Linked DNA regions of Sus scrofa: region 2 is linked to region 1. A link is a contact called in public HiChIP or PLAC-seq data. All regions are on one chromosome and are shown on one strand. The core of a region is the stretch at or near the end of the contact, and the rest is flanking DNA. Distances in the headings are between cores, read along the strand shown.

Evidence for each region. HiChIP or PLAC-seq counts read pairs in DNA pulled down with a chosen protein or histone mark.
Region 2: a contact with region 1 is called in an H3K27ac HiChIP or PLAC-seq map of alveolar macrophages. The contact joins two enhancer-like sites. A contact is called at or near these places in 1 of 47 Hi-C or Micro-C datasets (embryonic fibroblasts) and 1 of 2 datasets of contacts at active chromatin or transcription factors (alveolar macrophages).

The regions. Positions count from the first base shown.
Region 1 is chr6:153,179,602-153,185,183 of Sscrofa11.1, reverse strand. The region is part of intron 3 of FGGY (FGGY carbohydrate kinase domain-containing protein); the gene reads left to right. Among named protein-coding and RNA genes, the nearest start is that of FGGY, 31 kb to the left of the region's middle. Within about 2 kb of position 3,028, at least 6 of the 83 cell types and tissues checked have an H3K27ac peak or open chromatin away from gene starts, as enhancers often do. A contact at or near this core is called in alveolar macrophages, where this site is marked.
Region 2 is chr6:153,710,492-153,716,073 of Sscrofa11.1, reverse strand. No RefSeq gene overlaps it. Among named protein-coding and RNA genes, the nearest start is that of JUN, 27 kb to the right of the region's middle. Within about 2 kb of position 2,098, at least 35 of the 83 cell types and tissues checked have an H3K27ac peak or open chromatin away from gene starts, as enhancers often do. A contact at or near this core is called in alveolar macrophages, where this site is marked.

The sequences.
Region 1 (5,582 bases), core at 1,779-4,278:
AAGGTCTGGGGGGCCTGGGACTATGTCTGTCTTATTCAGCCTGGGTCCTCTGTGGTGTATACATTGGTGCTTAATAATATCTCTGTCATGATGACTGCCTGGGTTCAAATGTTGGCAGAGAAATAAACAGGGGGACCAGGACGGAGAGACTTTGGAAGGGAGATCTAATAGGACTTGGTGGTGATGGAGAGGAAGGAGATAAAGGCAGTTTCAGAGTTTCTGTTCTTGGAAGAATGTTGGCGTATTGACGTTAACTGGCAGTGTGTGGCCTGTTTCCCTACCTTATCTTCAAGGGGCAACACCACACCTGAGCTAAGATGCAGTGTAGGTAGTGGACCAGAATTGGACTTGTTCATTTTACTAGTTGCTGGAATGGATTTTGTAAAATTGAATGCCTCCGGGGGCCTTGCAGGTGACACAGCCCCCTTCACAAGCCGTAATAGCCTCCTTGCTATTCCTGCCTCAGGGCCTTTGCTCTGGCTGTTCTCTCGCCTGAAACACTTTTCCTACAGATTTCTACCAGATCTGCTCTTCAGGTCCTGCAAGTATTTCCTGAACTCTCCCGTTCCCAGCAACCACCTCCCCTGCCTCCGGTATTCCTGGCCCCTCTGACATCACTTTCTAGTACATTGTAGGTAAAATATATATTTTTCTCAGTTTATTGGCTGTTGATTCTCCCTGCAGTGTAACCTGCAAAAGACTAAGGGATTTAAAAATATATTTTGCTTTCCATTGTTTTCTAAATACTGAGAAGAGTGTACAGCCTGACCTTAGAAGGGGCTTGATTGCGTTTGCTGACTGACTGAGTAAATGAGTAAGTGATTGAATTGTGTGGGCAACAGGAAGTGATAGGCCTGAGAGAACAGGTATTTCACAACCTCATGCACCCCCTCCCCCCAAAGCTGACAGAGGCATTCAAATTAAGATTTAAAAGAGCACAGTACCAGCCACACAGAACTCTGTTGCAGGCTGGATTCCGGGAGGCCCCAGGCTTTTGACCCTTGCTCCAAGCTGAGCTCAAGATAAAACCAGGTATGCCTCTGACCCTCCAGTTCTCAGTTGGAAAGGTTTCTAAGGAACGCTGTCTCCCCACCCAGTATGGCAGAGCCTGCTGATTTAAAACACATGCAGGATTGAACCGGTTCCCACAGTCAGAACAAAGCGATGCACAATCCCTTCCCCAAATATTTGTTTGCTGCCCCATAGCTACGAGTTGACAGTTGGGAGACATGGACCAGGTTACCAAATGAACTTGCAGAAATCTCCTTCTCTGGAAATTCTTTAGGAGAGCAATGTGCTTTTTCTCTAGCTGAGGAAATTCCCTTGATGCCAGGCTGTTGGGGTGAGTTTACTAGACTGCTTTCTTCTTCCATTAATGAGAGTATAAAAAAGAATCCTCAGGTCAGCAGGTCAAGTCCTGGGGGCCTTCTGGGTAGTGTGACCCTGACAGCCATCTTTCTGAGATGGTTTGGGTGGGGGTGGGGGTGGGGGTGGGGGTGGGGAGTGGGGTGGTCCTACACATGGTAGGCATGATCATAAGGCATTTCCATATAAGGCTGGGGAAATGACAGCGGCTGCCTAGCCAAATCAGGTTTAAATGCATGTCACAGTTATTCCTCCAGTTCCTTGAGATAGGTTTCCGATTTAGAGAAGGAGATGCTGAAATTTTGTGATCGAAAGGCCATATAGAACTCTTGTAGGTTTCACAGGAGATTCATACCATAGATTGAAGACAATCTTTTCTTTGCTCCTACTGTAAGGTCACTCCCACCAAAATTCTTAGGAAGGTTTGAGTTTATCCAATCTTTTCACTGTTCCCTTTGCCTGCCGTTTTTATACGTGCTTACATGATGCAGGGAGCAAACCACGCTTCCTTCATAAGAAAGTTTGCGTGAGCACAACTTAGAAGGCATTGAGTGCATTTTCCATCCTTCACATTTCCTGCAAAGGTTTATTGGTTCCAAAGCACGTTCAAATCCATTGACACCTTTGATCCTCACCTGGGAGTTTCTCTCCTGTGCCACTCCTCCCCCTCGTGGAACCTGAGGCTCAGAAAGGTGAGATTACTCCAAGGTTATCTTGCAGTGACCCAACAGTGGTGGAGTTGTAGCCAGCAGAACTCTTATGATACCATATCCCATTCTCCTTTCTACTCTAGAGCTGCCTTGTGGTAGTGAGTTTTATTGAGTTTTCTACATTTCCTCTCCCAATTCCTTTATTGATTAATGGCAGTCCTGTAGGAGAAGGGCTTGCCCAAGTCAGGCATACGCTCTCTGGGCACGAGGCCAATAGGGCTGCATGGCCGGTAGAAGTTAGGGCTAGTTTATTGAGTGAAAGGTTGATGCTCTGTGAGTTTAAAGGTTTGCGGCAGCTGATTTACTCAAATAAGGGCTGCCACTTATTGGACACTGAATGCCAGATAGTGGATTAATCATATCTTATTTTGCTGAATTCTCATACCAACATTAGGCAATGTAGGTCTAAGTACTGGTTTTGTGTAACCAAAGGTCTTCTGGCTTCCCAAAGTCACATGACTTGTCAGTGGCAGAGCCAGTTTTCGGAGTCAGGCAGTCTGCACCCAACACCACTGATTTTAGCCATCACCCAGAGATTTCCAAGCCAGGTTGGAAGGACATGGCAGGCAGAGGACGCTGTGCTTATAAATGCTAGAGAGACATGATCCAGCAACACAGGAGGGTGACTGGAATGACTGGAATTGTATAACCTGCCCTGGACCACATAAGCAGAGAGACATAGCAGAGATTTGAAACCAGGTCTCCGTGACTCCTTGTCATGAGACCATGCTGCCTGACAGAATTGGGCTTGGTCCTCATACTCTTCTAAGTCTAGGTGGACCAGTGCAGTATAGAGGTACAGGGCCCTCTCTTGGTGCTGTGGGGCAAAGTTATGCCAACACTCACAGGTGGGTCATGAGTGATGCTCTTCCTTAGAGCTCATGCGCTCTCTGTAGGATGAGTCTCTGGGCAAAAGAACTTCTCTGATGACAGAGGCAACCATGTGGTGGAATAGGAGGAACACAGGCTCTGAATTTCAGTTCTGGCTTTGCTGTCAGCTGGCTGTGCGACAGGGGTAAGTTCAAGTTCTCAGTCTCTGGAGCCTGCTTCTTCTTCCCTTCCTTCCCCAGTCTTCCACTTATTTTTTTATATGTTTGCCATACCCACGACATGTGGAAGTTCCCAGGCCAGAGACTGGACCTGAGCCACAGCAGTGACAACACCAGATCCTTAACCCACTAGGCCACCAAAGAATTCCAGTCCAATTTTTTTTTTTTTTTTTAATGAAATGGAAATACTAAGTGTTTCTTCAGAGGGCTTTGTAAGGATTAAATAAAGTTGTATATGTAAAGTAGTTTCCTCATTATTTTTTTTAAATAATAACAACAAACAATAAAATGTCACCATATGTTGAGCATCCACTGTATGTCACCTATTTCACATTTGAAAAAATAATGTTTTTCTTTATTGAAAAGCTGTTATAATTGTGTGTAGCTTTTATTTGAGAAACATGTTAAACAGTAAGAAGTAGAATCCTAAATGACCAGCCTGGCATTCCAAAACAGGAAAAAAGAATAGTGTGTTTTAAGAGGTGGTGGACACTTTTGAGATGACTTTTGTAGGATTTCAAAGGTTGTTGTCATGTTTTAAGTTGATGGGAACCAGTAATGGGTATGGCCACTCAGGCATTTTCACAAAAGGAAACCATGGAAATGAAAATGTAAAAATAGAATTAATCAATAAATCTATTAACTTAAAAAATTATATAACAAAGTGAAAAACTCCCATCTCCTCCAGCTGCCATTTCTGCTCTCAGAGGCAACCACTATTAACAGTTTGTTGTTGTTTTTTTTTTTCCCTTATTCGCATATCATGAATATTCTTCCATTTCATCTTTTATAGCTCATCTCTTAGAAAAAAAAATCATTCAATGTTTTTCATGGTTTATATACTATAAAGTCCATTCATTTTAATTGTATAGCTCAGTGATTTTTTTAAACTTTCATGTCTGTGTAATCATCACCATAATCCAATTTTAGAACACTTCTGTTACCCTCACAAGTTCCCTTATGCCTGTTTGCAGTCATTCTCCAGTCTTAGTCATAGATAACCGTTTTCTGTCATTGTAGTTGTTCTGTTTGTAGAAATTTCATGGAAAAGGAGTCACACAACATGCCTTCTTTTTGCGTCTGACTTCTTTCACTTAGCATAGTGTTTTTAAGGTTCATTCATGTGGCTTCACATATCAATAGTTCATGTCTTCTGCTGAGTACACTTCCACTGTATGGGTAGATCACACTCGGTTTCACCATTCGGTTAACTCATAATGAACATTTGGTTTGTTTCTAGTTTTAGGGTATTATGAGTAATACTGCTCTGAATATGCACATACAAGTGTTTGTGTTGGCATATGTTTTCATTTTTCTTGGGTAGACCTTGATGGGTTATATGATAAGTTATGCTTAAAAATTGCCAAGCATTTTTTCCAAAGTGGCTGTATTTTACATTTTTACCAGCAATGTACAGGGGTTCCACCTTCTCCACAATTTTTTTTTCTCCACAATTTTTGAACACTTGGTGTTGTCATCTTTTTAATTATAGCTATTCTTATAGGTGTGCAGTGGTACCTCATGATTTTCCTTTTCCTTTTTTTTTTGTTTTTTTTTGTTGTTGTTTTTTTTGTTTGTTTGTTTTCGTCTTTCTAGGGTCATACCTGCGGCATCTGGAGGTTCCCAGGCTACGGGTCCAATAGAAGCTGTAGCCACTGACCTACACCACAGCCACAGCAACGCAGGATCTGAACTGTGTCTGTGACCTATACCACAGCTCACAGCAATGCTGGATCCTTAACCCACTGAGTAGGGCCAGGGATCAAACCTGCACCCTAATGGATGCTAGTCAGGTTCGTTAACCACCGAACCACGAGATAGGAACTCCTACTTTTCATTATCTGTCTGTCTGTCTGTCTGTCTGTCTGTCTTTCTTTCTTTCTTTCCTTCCTTCCTTTCCTTTTCCTTTTCCTTCCTTCCTTCCTTCCTTCCTTCCTGTCTTCCTGTCTTCCTTTCTGTCTTTTTGCCTTTTCTAGGACTGCACCTGAGGCATATATGGAAGTTCCCGGGCTAGGGGTCGAATCAGAGCTGTAGCCGCCAGCCTATGCCAGAGATCCAGCAGCTCGGGATCCAAGCCGCGTCTGCCACCTACACCACAGCTCACGCAATGCCAGATCCTTAACCCACTGAGCGAGGCCAGGGATCTAACCCGTAGCCTCGTGGTTCCTAGTCGGATTCATTAACCACTGAGCCTTGACGGGAACTCCTCATTTTCTTAATGAGTGATGATGTTGAGTGTATTTTCTCGTTCTTTTTGGCCATTCATAGTCTTCTTTGGTGATACGTATATTTAAATCTTTTGCCCATTTTATAATTGTGTTGTTTGTCCTCTTATTATTGTTATAAGTATTCTTTATATGTCTATTATAAGATGAATGAATTGCAAATGTTTTTTCCCAAACTGTAGGTTATCTTTTCATTTTCTTATGATTTCTTTTAAATAGCAAAACTTTAAAAT
Region 2 (5,582 bases), core at 849-3,348, 530 kb before region 1:
GAAAAAGCACTTCCAAAGGTTGCTGTGACAGACACTTGGACTTTGGTCCTAAGATAGTCAGTGACAGGGCTGACGTTCAAACCCAGGGCTCCCTGACTCCTAAGCCCATGTCATACCCCTCCCCCATCCTTGTGAGCATTCACTCGTTTATTCAGAATGATAGCTCAGGGTCACTGAAGATTAAGTGCACAAGCTCAGGAGTCAGGCTGCGTGGGTCCAAATCCCAACTCTGCCACTTGATGCTGTGTAACTCTGAGCAGGTATTTTAACTTTCGTGCCTCTGTTTTCTTCATTTATAAAGCAAGGATAATAATGCGGCTCCCCTCCAAGGATTGTTGAAAATATGTGAAATGATACATATAAAGCATGTGGCATAATGGTTGGCATTTAATAAGTGCTTATTGAATGCTAAGTGCTATTGCTATTGGTAGTACTTGTAGCAGTAGATGATGATTTGCATGCACTGGGCCAGTAGTAGTGGTAGCAATAGCAGTAGCAGCAATAGCAGTAGCAGTGGTAGTAGTAGTAAATTTGCTATGTACTACTGGGTCAGTAGTAGTAGAAGTACCGGCAGCAGTAATAGTACAATAGAACTAGTAGTATTTGCCCTGCCTTGGGCCAACAGTATTAGTAGTGCTAGTGACATCAATAGGAGCAGTAGTAGCAGTAGTAGCGGCAGCAGTAGTATTTGCTATGCACTGAGCCAGCAGCAGCAGTGGTAGCAGCAGCGGCAGTAGTAATAGCAGTAGCGGTAGTAGCAGCAGTAACTGTGGCAGTAGTATTTGCCATGCACAGAGCCAGTAATGGCAGTAATAGATGTAGAAGCAACAGTAATATTTGCCATCATTGGGCTAGGAGTTGGGTGACAAGCAGACACAGACTTTCTTTGTTCTCATGGACTTCCCTGCCTATACTGCTGTAATTCATTAGAGATCAGAGATGGGCTCTGACTCACAAAGTAAAGCAGATTGGTCTTGGTCTGAGTGATTTTGTATATTAACCCAACTGGAGGAGAAAACCATCCAGGACTTTGTGAAACATCAGCAGAAAAGGAAGGAGAGCCAGCAACACTGCCCAGTTGTAAAGTGTTAGGTGCCACAGGGTCAATCTTTTACATGATAATAAGGTCTTCAATCTATCTCCATTATCTATGAAGAAAATCTGAGTTGATGGGGATTTTACAACAAAAATTAGATTTTTTACAATAATCTAATTTCAGCCTCTCGATCATAAAAATAAAGTCATGTCAAAAGGTGAAAGGGGTTCTTACTGGTTGATAAGTCCACTGTTTTACAGGTAAATCTCTGGAGGTCAGAGGGACCTAGTGACCACCTAGATGACCCAGATCTGGTTGCTGGTGGAGTCAGATCGAGGCCCGGCTCCGCCCTCCCCATGCAGCAATGCCCATCTCAGGACACCCGAGAGCAGCGCAGCCAAAGGTTACTCCTGATTTGCTCAAGATCACACAGTCGGAAAGCAACAGAGCAGACTCTTCCTCTCTCCCTTTCCTTCTTTCATGCCACACCTCAGGAGGATATCTGCCTCCAAGCCTGGTTGCTGCACACGAGTGGCTTTCAATAAATTCTGTCACTGGACCACTGACTACTGGCGTGATTGCTGAGGCTCAGTTTGTGTAAAGCGGGGGGAATTCACCTCCCCCGCCCCCAAGCTGTCTCGCTGGGGTCTTTTGAAGGTTTTATGATTAACCTAAAATAGAGGTAGGTTGGGCATTTCTAACGCACTGAATCTCTCACTATCCTCCTTGATCTGATACTTGGAGCAATGGATTCTTTTCCTTCTCTTTGGAAACACCCGCTTGGCTTAAATAACACACAGCCTTCTGCGTGCACAGGGGGCGTTTGCATTCTCCACCAGATCTGTGGTGTGTGTTTACTAGCCTAAGTCAACACCGAATCAGTGTGTGCTGGTTTGGTTTGCATTTTTGCCTTCTGTACTGCTGCAGCCAGAGCTAAGGCTGGGTCCTTGGGGCTCTCCAAAGCACATTTCCTGCCTGCCAGCACCACAAACCTTTCTTGGTGCTGGCATCTGTTTCAGCCAGCAGAGCCTGCACAGAGACACAGGGGAATGGCTTCCGGTGCTAACTAGCCTGAGTCACAGCCACTGCGATGTACCGGATGAAGAACTGGCAGATGGCATCTGTAGATGCCCCTCAGAAACTCTGGCTGTTTTGCAGCCTGGAGAAAAGCCTCAGCCCTGGGACCGAAGAGGCGGCACCTCTGCTTTGTGAAAAAGGAAGCTGCAGCTGCTGTGCCATGGGCTCCATCACGTGCACAGTGGCTGCGTGCAGACCTGAACGTCCTTCTTATTACTCACCGGAAGTGAGTGTGAACACTTCGCAGAGGAAGATGACTGGCTCCGACAAGATGCATAGAGCCTTTCCAAGGAAATGATTTGCAGTGTTTAAATATTCTATTTCTTAATCTGCTTTTCCTCTGTTGAATCTGTTGCAGATTGATCCGGTTGTGGCATCCTTTGAACACCTTAGAGGATTTTTAATTGGTACTCACTGCCGGTTATAAAACTTCGTGTGCAACCCCTGGTCCCTTGATGCTTCTGCTGTGGGGAGGACGGGTTTGTCACAGCAGTGGGAAATGACACAATGTTGCTTTTATAATTGGAGATGAAAAAAGATAATTTAAAAAATAACAGCTCATATCAGTCATGGGTCTGGCTTAAGTATGAGGCACTGTGGATCCCTAGCTTGCCTGAAAGAGCAGATGGAGGAAACTGGGAGAAAGCAGGATGGGGGATGGAACTCTTGGCCCCACCCAAGTCAGCTCAGGAGTAGGGCGTGTCTGAGAGACCTAACACAACCCTAAGGAATGGGTTAGTTGGCTTCTCATTCTCAAAAGTAGTTGTGTCTGGAGTGGGAACTCCTATTTCCATTCTCTGGAGCCAGATAGGGATTTGTCCTCTTTGGCGAAGATATGTCCACATGCAGGAGGTGTCCCATCAGCAAGGACAGACTCTGGAACCCAGCCTCCAGGGAAAGGAGATGAGAAAAGTCAGGCATTGTTCTAGGCCACCAACTGGGCTGGAGTAAACAGCAGGCTCTGAGCTCAGGGAAGGAGCAGTTAGGTGGAAGCTAGTCTTACAAGATTGGGGATGGCAGCATGGTGTCTTGAGAGCATATGACTTTGGACTTGAGGCTGTTGATTTGAATCCCAGTTTTGGTAGCTGGTAGCTCTATGATGTTGGGTTGGTCAGTCCAGTCCTTGGGGCACATCTGCAAAGTCATCCTAGAGAAGCCGTAACCACGATCCTAGTCAGACAGACTTGGGTTCCAGGCCCTGGTCTATCACTTCCTGAGCGTAAGTTCCTTACCGTCTGTAAGACTCAATCTCCTCATCTTCAGGAAGGAGATAAGGGTATCTCCTCTTACGTCATGGATCTGGTGCAAGGATTAATTGAAACTAAGCAGGAAAAATACTTAGCTTTAGGCTCAGAACACAGAAAGGACTCTATGGATGCTAGCTATTAATTGGTCCTGGGATGTCAGGTCTTGATTGGGTTGGTGGTGAAGGCACTGGAAGTGGGGCCACGTGGTATATGTTTGGGTGGTGGTGGCGGTTTAGGGGCTATCCTAGAAGTTAACATAGTTTTCCAGTTATCTTGATCTTGGTGTCATGCACTGGACAAAATGGTGCTTGGTCTTAAGTTATCAGATTCCTAATCTGGGAACATTTTCTGAGCCCTGCTGGATGGATGTTGAGGTGAACTTTGCCAGAGAGTCTTGTCTCAAGGACTCAGGTCTGTGAACTGGGTATATAGGGCTGAGGCCAACAGACTTAGAGCTCAGAGGGTATTTTCTCAAACACAATCTCCTTTATTTTGATTGCTGCAACTTGCATGACCGATGTTTTTCCTACATGAAGAAACAGAGGTCCTGAGAGGTTCCCCAAGTAGGAGTGAAAGATGTGCTGAGTTCTGAACATGAGGCAAAGCCACACTCGTCCTTGAAGTTATAATGCTGGGTGCCTGCTCCCAGCCTAACCACCACAGGGGCCAGCTCTGTGTGTGGTACTTGGTGGCAAAAACATGGGCCCTATTCTGCCCTGACACAGGTGGTAATAACCTTGGACATGTAGTAAGAGCTACTGTTTTGAATTTTCACTAAGGGTGTTGAGTGACATAGTACATCTTATTTTTTCCAAAGAAAAACATTGTACCTAGAATTTATTGTATCCATTTCGCAGATGAGGAAAGGAAGGTTTAGTGAGATTTTTCAAGGATACGCGTACCTAGAGGAAGAGCTGGGATGGAAGTCCTTTATCAGCCCCCTTTTCTTTCCTTATGCCATCCACTTCCCTTCCTGCTATGGTTTTATAATGCATCGGTGTAAGCCTAATTATATACAAAAGACTATGTATTGTGCTTAGTAGGGTATTAATTTCCTACCCGTCTCTAACTAAGCTACCGATGAATCCCTTGGCGATCAGGCGTGACTAATGGGATTGTTCCTGCTCTGGTTTGATTTGAATTTCGACCTTGAGTATTACAGAAAAACTCTAATGACCAAGGCGGACAATGGTGCAAGCAGTAGCATTTCCCCTTCTAAATGCTACTGTAGCTAGCATCCGTTCTCACACTCTTTTTCTTTTCTTTTTTTTCTTTTCATTTTGAATAGGTGTTCACGTTCTCTGTTAACTTTTCTTTTGTTATGAGAATACTTATACATGTGTATAAATACTAAAATATATATATATAACATGTATATAAAGAAAATTAATCCTATTTTTATATATGTTAGAAATTTTTTTCTGGAGTTCCCTTCATGGCTCAATGGTTAATGAATCCAACTAGGAACCATGAGGTTGAGGGTTCGATCCCTGGCCTTTCTCAGTGGGTTAAGGATCCAGCATTGCCATGAGTTGTGGTATAGGTTGCAGATGCGGCTCGGATCCTGCATTGCTGTGGCTCTGGTGTAGGCCGGCGGCTATAGCTCTGATTAGACCCCTAGCCTGGGAACTTCCATATGCTGTGGGTGCTGCCCTAGAAAAGGCAAAAAGACCAAAAAAAAAAAAGAAAGAAATATTTTTTTTCCTATTTTGTCAATGATCTGTTCACTGCATATATAGTATTTGGAGGGGGCATAAAACAGCTTTGTATTATTTTTAAGAAAGTGTTCTCACTCCAAGAGAAAAGGTAAATTATTTAGGTATCCATGTCTTTATTTTCTATTTAGTTTTACTGATTTGTTGGTTTAATATTTCCAAATTCTAAATCATTGTAATATTTATAGTTTTATAATTTATTTTAATATCTAGGAGTCCATATCCACTTTCATTTTTTTCACCTTTTTTTATGTCTTCTCTTGCATATTTATTTTTCTTTAAGAAAATTATACATATGAGGTTCCCATTGTGGCTCAGCAGGTTAAGAACCCAACATGGTGTCTCTGAGGATGCTGGTTCAATCCCTGGCCTCACTCAGTGGGTTAAGGATCTGGCATCACCACAAGCTGTGGTGTAGGTCACAGATGCAGCTCAGACCTAGGGTTGCTGTGGCTGTGGTGTAGGCCAGTGGCAGCTGCAGCTCTAATTTGACCTCTAGCCCAAGGA